Linked DNA regions of Sus scrofa: region 1 is linked to region 2. A link is a contact called in public Hi-C data. All regions are on one chromosome and are shown on one strand. The core of a region is the stretch at or near the end of the contact, and the rest is flanking DNA. Distances in the headings are between cores, read along the strand shown.

Evidence for each region. A called contact is a pair of places that touch in the nucleus more often than the background predicts.
Region 1: a Hi-C map of epiblast stem cells shows a contact between it and region 2, with 6 times the contacts expected there. The contact joins the promoter of CRB3 here to the promoter of TNFSF9 in region 2. A contact is called at or near these places in 2 of 47 Hi-C or Micro-C datasets (adipocytes and epiblast stem cells) and 1 of 2 datasets of contacts at active chromatin or transcription factors (alveolar macrophages).

Annotation. Positions count from the first base shown.
Region 1 is chr2:72,618,719-72,625,625 of Sscrofa11.1, reverse strand. It overlaps CRB3 (protein crumbs homolog 3), which reads left to right and starts at 2,360. Exons shown (of 5, transcript XM_003123115.4): 1 at 2,360-2,506; 2 at 2,737-2,912; 3 at 3,609-3,682; 4 at 4,383-4,526; 5 at 4,876-6,907. The coding sequence starts at 2,831. The coding sequence ends at 4,947. It overlaps DENND1C (DENN domain-containing protein 1C), which reads right to left. Exons shown (of 23, transcript XM_003480816.4): 20 at 6,780-6,887; 21 at 6,522-6,589; 22 at 6,176-6,383; 23 at 5,414-6,080. The coding sequence ends at 5,469. It also overlaps a transcript of SLC25A23 not described here.
Region 2 is chr2:72,580,377-72,587,862 of Sscrofa11.1, reverse strand. TNFSF9 (tumor necrosis factor ligand superfamily member 9) reads left to right here and starts at 5,029. Exons shown (of 3, transcript XM_003480815.3): 1 at 5,029-5,442; 2 at 6,084-6,132; 3 at 7,271-7,486. The coding sequence starts at 5,185.

The sequences.
Region 1 (6,907 bases), core at 1,111-3,610, 40 kb before region 2:
GGCCAGCTCCGCGGCCACTGCTACCTCAGCCTCAGCTCTGCCTGCCGGGCTCCCGCACTTGTAGGAGGTGGTGACTGCTTGCTGTCGCCGCCTGCGCCAGAACTTGCGTCTCCTCCCCCGACCTGCATTTGGGGGAGGGGGCTGGGCGCGGAGCTGTTGCGGGGGGCGGGTGTCAGGGATGCTCTGGTGTTAGCACAGTTTAGGGAGCAACAGGGTTCATTCTGGGAAGGGAGGCTAGAGAGATCATTGATTTCAGATCTGGTTTCTGAGTTCCGCTCCTGCATGCCTCAGTTTACCCTCTGCCCAACGGGGCGAGGTAGGGAGATGTCAGGGAGTGGGTTACGTAATCCTTTTCCACTTGACCTCTCTCCTCTACTAATCCTCTTCTGGAACGAACGTTCTCGCTTTTCCTAGACGTACTCAAGAACCAACTCTGCCCCATCTAGCCCTCCGTCGGCCCGCCGGCTCATTTCACATTCCCCACCCGGCCACAGAAGCCGAAGCCTTGCTCTCCCTCTGTGTTTTCATCTCGACCGCGCGCCTCCTTTCTCGGTCCCACTCAGGCCGGGAAACGGAAGATCAACGCGCGGCGCGGCTGCGGAGTCGGTTTCCTATTGGCCAGAGCGCAGAAGCTGCGCCCGCCTGTCCCGCCTTGCCCACCCATCTAGGCGGGGCCTCCCCTCTGACCCTGGGCTGCCTTGGGCCCCACCGCCCCCGACTCGCCCAAAAGTCTTAAAGGGGCCTTGGCCGGACACCAAGCAGTCTGCTTTCTCCCGACTCTCCTGGTGCAGATCTCAGAGTCCTAGGAGTAGCTGGGGATGAAGACCTTATAGCCGAGCGATGGAGGCGGGGCACCGGTCTGTCGCGCTCGCTGCACCTGCCGAATGTCCCTCCCACTAGTTTCGGGCGCAGTTTCTCGATTCACCATTAGGGGGAGGGGCGCCCAGACCTTTTGAAGGCGAATAATTACAACAATAGCTAACACTGATTCAGTGCGTTGCACAAGCCAGGCCTTTTACTCACTTCTCGAGTCGTCTTCGTCAAATCCCTATAAAGTAGGTGGGTCTGTTTTTCCCAGTACACAGATAAAGAAACAGGAGGGTAAGCCAGTCGCCCCAGTCCACATGATCAGTAAGGGGCAAGGCAGAGCTTTAAGCCGACCTGAGATTTTTACCCATCAATACTCTGTATCCTAGAAGGGATTAATTTTTCCTTAACCATCACTCTTCACTCCAGAGTCCCTAGAAGGGGGTCGTCTTATCACCACCCTTCTTTATCCCAAGATATATGGCCAGTGAGGGTACATATGGTTCCACTAAGCTTCTGCCCAGACAGGTGTGCTCAAACAGGTGTGTCCAAGACAAGCCTTTTATAGAGAGTCCCCTCAGAGATGTTTTTATTCACAGGTGGTTCTTGGAAGGTGCCCTACAATCCGGGGGATACTGATATTTTCCCACGAAGATGCCCTAAACAAGTGTTTTCTCACAGGTACATCCCTGACAGGTAGACGTTAATGCACACGCCCCCCCCACCTTGTGCTTCAGTGAGTGTTCCTCATGCAGACATTCTCAGCTCTTCATCTCAGTCGAGCTCAGTTTTACCCAGCTTCCCCTCATGCAAGTCTCTTTCCTTCACCTCACAGGTATGTTTCTCAACAGGTGTTACACCACCCAGGTATGCATTATATGGCCTACCCTACCACTGATGTGTTCTGTTTAAGTATTCACCCATATGGGGCTTTCCATTGATCTGGGTCCCCTGAAGGTGTACTTAAATGCAGGTGTGTCTCATACAGGTGTCTCTAACATCTTTTCACACAGAAATTTCTCATGCAAGTCTTGTTCATTTCATAGGTGAGCCACCCAGAGGTGTTCTCCAAGCAGATGTAACCGGTGCCAAAGTGCCTCAGCCAGGTGTTTGTTATAATGCAAGTGTGTTCTATACAGCTATTTTCCACACAGCTATGCTTCCATTCAGCTATACTCCAAATAGATAGGATTCAAAGCAGAAGTCTCCAATAGACATTCTTACACATCCGTGCAGATGTTTTCTATACACGTTCACTCCCATGCAGGTGTGTCCCACACAGGTGTTTTTTTCATTAGAGGCCCCCTATCCCGGTCTGTCCCAGACAGGAGTGTCTCCAAGTCTCAGGTGTCTCCACATCTGGATGCTTCTACAGAGGTGCCCTCAGTGCAGGTGGTGGGAGGCCTCTTTTGCACCTGCGCCCTTCCGCCCCTAGTTACTCCCTCCGAATAATAGGATTGGGTTCCCGTTACAGGTGCGTCCGTGGCGCGGCCCCGCCCCTGCTTGGCTCCGCCCTCTCATCTAGGCTCAGGTGCATAAGCCGGAAGTGCGCTCCCCTCCCAGGTAAGTGACTAAACTTTCCGGGTCACGTGAGCGGGCGGAGCTGGAAGAGTCCGACCGAGCACTGACCGACGCACTGAGGGTTCGAGAGAGGGACCGGGACCAGGAACTTGAGTGAGGTTGAAGACGCTCGGGCCAGGTAGGGAGGCAAGTCGCTAGGCTTGGCCTGCCGCCCTTTCCCCCTTTCCTCTCCCCTTTTCCCAGCCCCTGGAACGCGCCGCCGCGAGTTAATCTTTAATCTCTGACCTCTGGCGACGGGGGCGGGGCGGGGCTCCCGGGTGCACGGCGCGGGTCGCCCCTCCCATGGGCCTGCGCCCGGGTCTGGCCCCCTCCCCCACGCCCCGGCCTTTCTCCTTCTTTTGCTCCCAGGTGAGGGGTCGAAGGTATCCCCGGCCGGAGATGCGGTAGGAGTGGTGTGCGCGACAAGCCCCGTCCCTGGTGCCACCAGCTCGTTGCCCGGCCCATGGCGAGCCCCGGTCTGGGGCTGCTCCTGGCGCTCGGCCTGCCGCTGCTGCTGGCCCGCTGGGGCCGGGTCTGGGGGCAAAGTAGGTACCAGCTGGGGTTGCTGGGCTCTGGGGTTAGAAGCGCTGGGTTCCTGGGTCCCTGAGATGTCAGGAACCCAGGAGCTGACACAGAATGCCTTGGGGGGCAGGATTCTACAGGGTCAGGGCTGAGGGGTTAGAATTTCTGAGTTCTTCCTTGGATGGTTAGAGCTGGCCTAGGAGAATTCCTGAGTTGGGCGGAATGGTGAGCTGGGGGAAGAGGCCTGCATGCCTGAGTCTCAGTATGGTTGAAGAGTTTGGGGGACTTGGGAGTCAGGAGGAGGCCTGCCTGGGGCTCCAAGCCCAGGTTGACCATAGGTGTGGACCCTGCCTTTCAGTGAGCCCTCTAGTCCAGTTTCGGGAGCCTTGGGGGAGGTGTGAGTCAGACACTCCAGGGAAAGGCAGGATCCGCCCAGATCCTTAAGGGCAGAGGGAGGGCCGGAGAGGTGGGGTTGGGCTTCCGGACACCATCCATTACAATAGCCCCCAACTCCATGCTAACTGCAAACTTGTTAGCTGATTACTTACTGCTGGTTTGGGGGTGGCCCCTGTGTGGAGGGTACTGACCTAATGGAAGACGCAGAAGTGCAGAGGTCTGATGAGGGGATGCCCAAGGAAGATGCAGACGTCTCAAGATGGAAAGGGTAGATGGAGATTCATTCATCTTCTCTACCCTTTCTCCTCCCTCCCTTCCCACAGCATCAGTCTCCCCTGCAAATGCAAGCAGCTCCTTTACACCCTCCGCCGCCGGCTCTGGCTCCAGTGGGGGCCTGGTGAGTTGGGGTGTACGTGCAGAAGGGCGGCAGGGATGTGTTATTCAGGAGTCCCTCTCTAGCAGGTGGAGGGGCCTAGACTCCCGGAGGTAGCTGGTTAAGTTTTTGTGGAGGAGGGCATTGGAGGACCCTAAGTGGGAGAGACCAGATTCCAGCATGGCAAATGGAGAGGCCAAGAATCCCAGGAAGGGGTGGACAGGAATACCGTACACGGGGACTTCCCACTCTGGCATAGCGGGTTAAGGATCCAACTGCAGCAGCTTGGGTCACTGCTGAGGCCTGGGTTCAATCCCTGGCCCAGTGCAGTGGGTTAAGGATTGGATGTTGCTGCAGCTGTGGCTTGTATTGGATCCCTAGCCCAGGAATTTCAATGTACCTCGGGTGCAGCCATTAAAAAAAAGAGAGAATATCATACATAGCAAGAGTGGGGAGTCAGGAGCCTCATATGCCTCTCATGCAGGGGGTAGGGGGGAGCTAGGAACTAGATGTGGCAGGTGCTTCGGGTGGACCCCAGACATGGCAGATGGGGGAGTCCAGGACCAGATGTGATTGATGGAGATCAGGAATCCTGATAGAGGAACCCCATCAGCAAAAGTGGCAGGTGTGGGGGGAAGGGATTAGGGTTCCCCAGCTGATTCTCAGGTGGGGGTGGACAGGAGACCCAGGTTCAGGTGGGTCACACCTCTCCCCTCTCCCACAGTCTCAGGAGGCCATCACTGCCATCATTGTGGTCTTCTCCCTCCTGGCCGCCCTGCTCCTGGCTGTGGGCCTGGCACTACTGGTGCGGAAGCTTCGGGAAAAGCGGCAGACAGAGGGCACCTACCGGCCCAGCAGTGAGGAGCAGGTGGGTGCCCGAGCTCCACCACCCCCCAACCTCAAGCTGCCGCCTGAGGAGCGGCTCATCTGAACCCTGGGGCTGGCCGCAGCCACCACCACTACCCAGGACTGCCCGGCACTTGCTCACATATGGCAGCCGCCACTGAGACACCAGCCTCTGATGGTTCAGGAGGACCTGGGGGGCCAAGGGGTGCCTGCTGGGCGGGCTCTTCGAAGCATGCCACCTCTGCTTGTCTCTGCCCGCTGTTGGGGTGCCAGGGCTGGGGACCCGCCTCCCCGCTTGCTGCACCACCTTGGCTCAGCCATCTGTCCCCTTGCCACAAAAGCCCAACAACTCCCATCTCCTTTCCTTTCAGTTCTCCCACGCAGCTGAGGCCCGGGCTCCCCAGGACTCCAAGGAGACGGTGCGGGGCTGCCTGCCCATCTAGGTCCCTTTCCTCTATCCATCACCCTTCCTGGCTGTGTTACCTTGGGGGAAGGCAGAGTCCTTTCTGGGCAATCAAACCCGGCCAGGGCTTAAGAATAGAAGGGAAGAAGGTGCTTCAAAGACTCTGCCCTTGAAGGCAAGGGAGAGTGAGGTGGCTTACTTTTTATATATCTCTCTATGTATAATGGGGAGTGCGATATATATAATTAAACCTTTGGAGGGCTGGTGGGGACAGGTATTAGCCTAGGTGAAGGAGACACGTGCAGGGTGCAGAGGCTGTTGAGAGATGAATTGTAAGGTCTGGAGGAACTTAGGGGCTGGGAGGGCTTCCTGGAAGGGAGGAGGGGCTTTTAGCTGCACCCAAGAGTCAGCTGGAGGCTGCCTCAGCAGGAAAGGTGTGTGTGTGTGGGGGGGCGGTTTCTGAGCAGAAAGAAGGCTCCCAGATAAACCCACCAGGAAAAACCAGCTTTGGGATCTTGGCGGCTTTATTGAGGGGCTGGATTCTCCTCCAGACCCTGATCCTTAAGCTTCAAAACACTTTTTAAGCTCAGAGACTCTGGGCCGGCTCCTGGTTGCAGGCTCTTGCCAAGTGCTAGCAGGGCGTCCGGGGCCTCCCAGCTCCTTGGGGGGCTGGAGGTGAGTGTGCTCCACTTGCAGGACCTCAGAAGGCTGGGCTCTGGGATTCTCTGGGGAACCAGGATCCGAGGAAGAATCAAGGGGTTGGGATGTCCAGGTCGTATCTGAGTTGGGCTTGGTGGGGACCGGACGTTGAGGGCTTTCTGGAGGGTGGGGCTGGGTGGAGAGCTGGGAGCTGGGGTTCTCCTGGGCTATGGGGTCTTCGCTTGCCTTGTGGGGAGGGGAGAGGTGGAGGGTTAGAGACTGGGGCTCTGTGAGGGAGGATACGGAGTCCCCTTTGCTGCTGGGGTCTGCAGAAGCTGTTGAAGGCCCTGATGGAGAAGCGATTTCTCCGCTGGCCTCTGGGGGCAGCTGGGAAATGGGGTGTTCTGAGGAGGTCCCGGCATCCAAAAGCTGGGGGGTGTGCAGAGATGGCGGGCTGACAGGCAGGGACAAGGGCCGGGGCTCTGGTGGTGTCTCGTCATCTGCTTGCCATCTTGGTCTTCCTGATAGGTCAGGCTGGGTCGGGGTGGGGAGAGAAGTTGCCGTCCTGGAGGTGGAGGAGAGGCTGGCAAGGTGGATGGGCAAATGGAGAAGGACAAGGGGGCTCTCACCAGGCTGAAGCAGCTGTCCGGGTCCCCTCTGTGGCAGCAATCTAAACTCTGGCTGGGCCGCAGGCTGCTGGTCCTTGTGGCTCTGGTGCTCAGACTGTCCAGAATCTCGCTCAGCAAATCCAGTTCTTCTCCAGAGCCCAGAAAGCTGCCGTCCAGAGCTTCCTCTGCCCATGGTTCCTGGGCATCCCCAGGACTCAGAGGGGGTGTCCTGGGTGAGGATGGGTGGCCTCAGATATCTGCCCAAGACTGGCTACTCTGAAGGGTCTGGAGTTTGGGGACCAACTTCCTCATCAGTCCTGGACCCCCATTTCCAACACTGCCTCCTCCCCTTGCTTTGGAGCCTTACCCCTCCCCGAGGGATTCAGAAGGTCTCTCTTCCAGCCGGAGTCTCCTGCTGGGCCGAAGGGGCCGGTTCTGCAAAGGACAGATTTGGGCGGTGGGGGTGGGGCCTCAGGATTGGGGGTTGTGTGAAAGGAGGGTGAATGGGTGAAGTGGGCACCCCATTTTGGGGTAGACGAGATGTCTGGATGGAGATGGGGGATGGAGGAGGACCTGGTGATAGTTCCAGGTGTGTGCATTGGTGATGGGGGCAGGGGCTTCTCACCTGTCCAAAGTGCTGGGTGATGGGCAGCCGCTGCTGCAGGCGATCTGATCGGCTGGTGAGGGAAGGGGTCCTCAGGGAGCCCCCCCTCTGCAGGCCAGAGTCCCCATCCTAGGAACAAGGTGGGTGAG
Region 2 (7,486 bases), core at 3,780-6,279:
GTACCTCTGCTCTGAAACCAAATCCTCACTCTTTGTTTTCTTAGCCCTTAGAGATCTGTATCGAGCCCCAAAAGATGACTCAACTTCACCAATGGGTTGATTAATGAACTGATGCTATGAGCAAGTGAGCAATAATTTGACCATTTCTCTTTCGATGACTCTTTTGGCTATTTCCATTCTAAACACTGCCTGCCCATCTTTTGGCCCAGATATTTACACTAGTTTTGCTTCCCTGGTGCTTCGACCACAAGATCAACCCCCGCATACCATCCCTCAGGGACACTAAACTGTCAGCCGCCCTGGCAGTGACCATGGCTGGCCGGCTAGCACACCCACCCACGCCACATGCTCTTCCGGCTCCAGATTCTTGACAATTCTACAAGGTGGTTTCTGTGTTAGCCACACTTGACCCACGGGAACATGGGAATCAGGGAGTGGAAGGCATTTGTAAAAGGAATATCATACGACTAAGGATAGGATTTTTAATGACCTTATCATTAGTAAGAAGTGGGATCGGAAGCCAAGTGGTTTGGAGCTTGTGCTATTCCTGTTCCTCAATCAGAAACACACCCATGCATGCATGGACACCCACCCTGCCCTCTTTCCTCCTCCCTGACCACACATCACATTGGAAACACCATTTCAGAGCAGCTGGGTAGGTACACCAACTCCAAGAAGCCTTACTGCATCATCATGCCTTGTTGTGTTTACACAACACCGCAGGTACACTCACATGCAGGGTCTGTGTTTTCCTGGCCTGGATACAGAGCCGAGAAGACTTGGATCCAGCTTTTCCAGAGACTAACTTGGAGAACACAGTTTCTTCTCTCTGTATCAGTTTCCCCCTTCATCACATGTTGACACCCCCTTGGCTGGAGACCAACCTCACTCAATTCTTCCTTTCCTTTTTTCTTCTTTTCTAAGTTCAAGGCCCCCCACTGGGCCCTGTGCCTTCTCACTGCGCACTTCTTTGGCAACCAGGCAATCACGAATGGTCCCTTTCAGACTTTGCCTTTGCTCTGGGGGACACAGAGGAGTCAGGCTGCTGGAAAGTTGATACTGGGAGAGGCCACCTACAGGATAGGGTGCAGCTGGGAACCCAGAGAGAAGTAGGTGAGTTTTGCTAGGAAAAAATCAAGGCATACTTCCTGGAGGAGGTGCCAGTTTGTGGGGCCTTAAGAAGGGCATGGGGGTGTCCTGCCCCCTCATGGCTTCCTGCCCAGCCCCTCCCTTGAGTCCTATGATGGTGATGGTGAGGATTTAGGCCCTGCTCAGAGAGGTGAGGAAAAGCAGGGCCCACACTCATCTCAGGGAGATAGCTGAGCACAGAGGTGCGACTCCACTGAACGTGGGGTGCTAGGCAGCTGATGCTGAGAGCTCCATAGTGGGCGGGGCTGCCTGCCTCAGATGTCCCGACCACAACAATACGTCATGGCGCTCCCTGGCTGCGGCCTGAGTCTTCCCCAGCCTGCTGGGCCTTGTTTCCCCTCCCTGGAGGGGGCGTACAGAACTCTGCTAAGCCCCTTGACGTCATGTCCAGAGAAGTTCAGAACAGTCCCCGTAAGTCCTTGGCTCGGTGATTTCAACATTTGGAGTCAATTTTTAACTTAAAAAAAATTTCTTTTTAAGGCCGCACCCAAGGCATATGGAAGTTCCTGGGCCGGGGATTGAATCTGAGCTGCAGCTGTGGCGATGCTGGATCCTTTAACCCACTGCAAGGGGCCAGAGATTGGGCACCTTTGCAGTGAACTGAGCCGCTGCAGTTGGATTCTTAACCCACTGCACCACAGCAGGAACTCCAGGAATCAGTTTTTTTTTTTTTTGTATTTTTAGGGCCACACCCACAGCATATGGAGGTTCCCAGGCTAGAGGTCTAATCAGAGCTGCTGATGCCGGTCTACACCACAGCCACAGCAATGCCAGATCCGAGCCGCATCTTTGATCTACACCACAGCTCACGGCAATGCTGGATCCTTAACCCACCGATCGAGGCCAGGGATCAAACCCGCAACCTCATGGTTCCTAGTCGGATTCGTTTCTGCTGCACCATGATGGACACTCCGAGGAGTCAGTTTTTGTATGTCCACGTATTGGAATTGTAGAAAAGATTCCGTGATCCAGTTTACCTTGAATGAGCATTTCCATGCGCCTGGTACTGCCTATGGCAAACTTTCAACCAAACCACATTTTGATCTGCACTTATTCTACTTTATCAGATGTGAAAAGCGAGGCTCAGAGAGGTGAAGCAGCTTGCCCAAGATCACACAGCAAGAAATTGGAGAGCTGAAATCCAAGACTCTAGAGCTGGGGCGGCAAATCTTCCTGTGAAACGGGCCAGAGAGAGTAAATATTTTGGGCTTTGTGGGCTAGTCAGTTTCTGCTGTAACTAACTACTCCACTCTGCCATAATATCGCAAAAACCCGCCACAGGTGATATGGAAATGATAGAGTGTGGCTGTGTGCCCATAAAGCTTTACTTGTGAACACTGAAATTTGAATTTCACATAGTTTGCACATATCAGGAAATTTCTTTTAACATTCCCCAGTCACCTCCAAAAGAAAACAAAACATTTGAGTTGATTGACTATGGTTTGTTGACCTCTAGAGCCCATGCTGGTAGTTTCACTCATTCATACATTTTTTTTTTTTTTCTTCTTTCCCTTGCTTTTTATGGCTGCACCCATGGCACATGGGAATTCCCAGGCTAGGGGTCCAACCCAAGCCACAGCTGTAGGCCTACACCACAACTCACAGCAATGCCAGATCCTTAACCCACTGAGCAAGGCCAGGGATCGACGAACTGGCAACCTCATGGTTCCTAGTCAGATGTGCTTCTGCTGTGCCACCACAGGAACTCCCATTCATTCATTCATTCAGTATTTTGAGGCCTGCACTTTTCTAGGTATTGGAGAGAGCACGAAAACACAATGCAAGTGAAGGTGCTTCTCTTTGGGAAATAAGTTTCGTGGGAGAAACAACCATGAGCAAGTAAACAAACAAGACTACTTCACGTGGTGGAAACTGCTGGTGAGGAAATTTCATGAGGTGATGTAACTGGGCCCTAGAGAGAGAGAGAGAGACACTTTCAATTGGATTGTCCGAGATAGTGAGTCTGAATTCCTCTTTTTGTCAGCTCAAGCAGTCCTTGGCTGTGGCCTGCTGTTTGGGGGCTGGGGGTAGGGCTTAATAATAAACAGATTAGCCCGTGGCATGTGAGCTTCTTGGCAGAGCAGTGGGATCTGGAGAGAGCGCTTTGGCCTCAGTATCTTTTTATCTATCTTTCTGTTTGACCAGATGCCTTGGGGAAGGGATCCCACCATCTCTGTTTTTCAGGTCCTGGCTGCTGAGTTGGGGGTGAGGATCTAGGTGGGAAACTCCAGCATTCGCGCTCACGTTTGCTTTACCCATGCTTTTAGCGTGATTTGTCCACCCGCAACTGCACTCCTCCCCCCAGAAACTCTGCCATTTCCGTTATCTGGAGGAAAAAAAAAAAACCTATTGTGTTTCCACCCTGATGGGGAGAAGAGCTGGTATCTCTTTCAGGAATTTCCTTTCAATCAACTCTCCTATTTTAGCTGCCACCCACAACACTCTCTTCTGGGGTTGGCAGGGGGTCACCAACGACCGAGGCTTGGAGTCGTGGTGATGGTGGCATTTCGGCAGAGAAATTATATTTAGCATTCCACCCTGATGGCTTGCCATTTGGGTTTAGGTTTTTAACACCAAAAGTCTCTTAAGTATCAACTGCAGTGGGGGTTTGAGAGATGGTACAAGAAGAAAGCTAGAGTTGAATTCATCCTCTTTACTCAGAAGGACAGCTAGAATCCAGACGGCCATAGATCATTCCAGGCAGAGGGACATCAGGTGCGATGGCAAGTGGCAGAATCTTCTGGAAGGTTCCTTCAGACACTGATGGCAGGGGGCCCGCTCCTAGACTGTCAATAGGTGTCGGTTGAGGTGCTATAAGTTCAGAACTAAGAGGTGATGCTGGTTGGGGCATCACACCTTATAAACCAAACTGCTGGTACAACGGAAAAGGAAGCTTTTAGCACCTGTGTGTCAATAATAGTGTCATGATTGTTCGGCCTCCTAGTTCCCCAGAGAGGCTTAATATGAGATTGAATACAGGGCCTGAAACTGACCCTTGTTCTGTGGAACCCAAACTCCCCCCTACTCCCCATTTCCTGGGCCCCTGGTGGACAGTAGACCACAGAGATCAACCACACATCCCCTCCCCACCTCCCCTCCTCTGTCTACAGGGAGAGTGCGGTCTGGAGAGGGTGAAGAAAAGTTGACTGGTGGCTACCCGGCTGGACTGGGCAGAGCAGGGCTTCTGTGGGAGCCCAGGGCTTTTCTAGGGCTGGCCATCTCTCAATCCAGGGTTGCTTCCTCTTTTGGGGACCGAGTTTTGGCAGCTTCTCTGCTCCTCCTCCCGCCCCCGCCTACACCACGGGAGAGCAAACGGGAAATTTGAGTTTCCTTCGCCTCACTCGAGATTGTCCTTTTCCTACAAGGGGAATTTCTCCACCTGGACTCTCCAACCTTCTGCTTGTGGGGTCTAGGGGGCCGCTGACGGGAAGCGTCTAGGTGGGTGGGGGCAGGCCAGGGACGACCCAGGGGTCCCTAGGAAAGGGGGGCGAGGGTCGAGCATGGCACTTAGGGTTCCACTGGGGGGAGGGGTCTTTTGCTCCGGAGGTGAAGGGGGATAAGGCCTGGCTGTCCTCTGAGCCCCCTGAAGAAGTGCTGGGTTTAGGGGAGCCCTGGGGGAGCCCCAGTGCTGGGGGCCTAGGGAGTGAGAAGAAACTCGGGAGAGAGGCAGAGAGACAGAGAAGCAGAGAGGCCCAGGGAGCTAACTGGGGAGACGAAAGAGAATTAGATAATAGGATTTGGTGGAGCAGGGCTTGGAGGGCGAGAGAGAGAGAGAGAGAGAGAGAGAGAGAGAGAGAGAGAGAGAGAGAGAGAGAGAGAGAGAGAAAGGAGATGGAGAGAGGGAGAGATCTAGGGAAAAGAAAGTTAGGGAAAGTTCTGACCGAAGGTGGAAGGGGCGGGGCGGGGCGGGCGGGAACCAACGTACCCAGCACATCGCTGGGATCCCCGGCGGCCACTCCCCGGAAAGCAGCGCTTCCGGATTGGGTATAAAGTGAGTTGCGCTGGGACCCGGACCGCAGCTGTCCGTCGCCGGCCATGAGCTCCAGCTCCGACGTCGACCAGGACCCCGAGGCCCAGAGGCCTCCCGCGCCCCGAGGCCGAGCTTGCAGCCCCTTGCCCTGGGCCTTGAGCGCCGCGCTGCTAGTGTTCGCAGCCGCCAGCGCCGTCTGCCTGGTGCGCTCCTGGACCGCGCCCGGGGCCCCCGCCGCGCCCGGTCCCGCGCCCAGCCCGCGACTGCCAGAGGGTCCGGAGTTGACGTCCGACGCCCTGGCCGGCTTCCCAGACTATCCACAGGTGAGATGCGGCCCGATCAGGAACCCAGGCGAGACCCCAGTCCCACCCCGGGACCCCTTCTCCATCTAGAGGCCCTCGGCGAGGCTCTTTCTGCACCTCAAGCCGAGGGTGGAGGGACACAACGCCCCCACCCGTCCTCTTTGGACCTCCGAGGGCACCCTTTCTTTATCCAGGACTTCGTGGGGGCACCCCTTCTCTACCTACACGCCGTGAGACCCTATCTGCATCCCGGGCCCCAGAGGGGATCTTTCTCCATCGCGGAGCCCAAGGGGCCTTTTATCTTGAACAGTTGATGGGGCTCCCCCTTTCTTTCCTCATTCCCGGAGAACCTCAATTTTCTCTCGGACCTCTGGGGTATCCGATTTTCCCTGCCGACTCTCCTGTGCCAAGTCTCCCTGGAGGACTCTCTTTTCCCTCCTGAGTTCTCGGGGTGCCGCCCTTGCAGACGGCGGTACTGGGGTAGGGTGTGCGTACCTGTGTGTGTGTGCGCGCTCGCCCCCGCGCGCGCGCTCATTTGGAGCGGGATGGGAACGTAGATTCAAGGCCTGCGCAGATCCTGGGGACCCCGCCGCCTTTCCAGAGGGCTGCGGGTGCGGGAAGGAGGGCCCTCCATCCACTCTCTGCTTTTCCTCTGTCGGCAGGGCATGTTCCAGCAGGATGTTTTCGCGCAGCTGGTGGTGGCGGAGGGTGGTGAGTGACTCCCCACGACATGGGGGGGGTGGGGTTGGAAGGGGAGGGTGGGGGGTGCACCAAGGCGAAGAGCCCCGGGAGAGGGAGGCCTCTTCTCTGACCCAATCTGACCCTCTTTCTCCCCTTTCTCTGAAAAACATCCCCTCTCCTTTTAGAACCTTCTCTGTCACTCTGGGACTCTTCCTCTAAGCCCCATCTGTGCCTACCTCCGACGCCACCCCTCCCCCCCGCCCCGGCCATCAGAGCTGGGGCTGGATCCCACAAATCCCAGCCAGATCGAGTCTCTCCCATTTGGTTCTGGGAGCTCTGGACCGTCCTCCGAAGCCCTGTATTCCCTTCTTCCTTCAGGCCACCCTCCTTCCCAAAGATGTCCCCGCCCACTTCCGGAGACCCTCCTCTCTGCCCCTCCCTCTGCCCCTCCCCCTTCCAGAATCTCTTCCCATCCTCTCTCGGAGACCGCCCCCCTTCGGGACTCTTCTCCCCACACCTTTCCTTCCCGCTTCTGGACCTGTGGCCACCTCCCCACTCCTCCTCGCCTTGGAGTTCCCTCCTTACCCTTCCCACCGCTTCCGCCTTTCCCTTTATCTTTCCTCCGTTTTCTACTTCTCTCCAGGTCAGACCCCTTGTTTCCCCAATCTTTACCCTTGGATTTTTCCTTCTTCCTGACAACCGCCCCCTCCATTCCCTGCCCTCTGGGCTCCAGATCCCCTTTCCTCCTTTCTTCCTCTCTGAGTCCTCTTCTCCATTCTACTCGGTCTCTGCCCCCCCATTCCCCTCAACTCCCCCTCCGTACCCCTTTCTTCCCTAGGAGCGCCCCCTCCCCCATCGTACATTCCCTCTTCTTTCTGGGGTCCCCCCCCTTCTCTTCATCACTCTCCCACTTCTGGAGAGTCTTTCCCCTCCTCTGAAACCCTTTCCTCCCTTCTATCCCCCCCTGCCCCTTTTCCTTCCCCCTCAGCCCCAGCTCCCTTTGGGATGCTCTTCCCTCTCTGAGTCTCCTTCTCTCTCTCAGACACCCTCCCCACTTTTGCCTCCTGTCCTCTCTCCCTCAGAGCACCCCCTACCCTCTCCCCAGGGCTGCACCCCCACCCCCTCAGCCTTGCTCACATGCTGAGTGTATCCTGCTCTCTGCTCACAGAAAAGCTGACCGAAGGGCCCCTGCACTGGTGCAGCGAGCCAGGGATGAAAGGTGTGACTCTGACGCCAGGTGTGAGATATGACAGGGACACACATGAGCTGGTGGTGGTCAAGGCTGGAATCTACTATGTGTTCTTGCACTTGGCACTGAAGCGCGTGGTGGCCGTCAACAGCAACAGCAACAGCAACATCAGCTCCGGCTCCGTCTCCGTTGCCC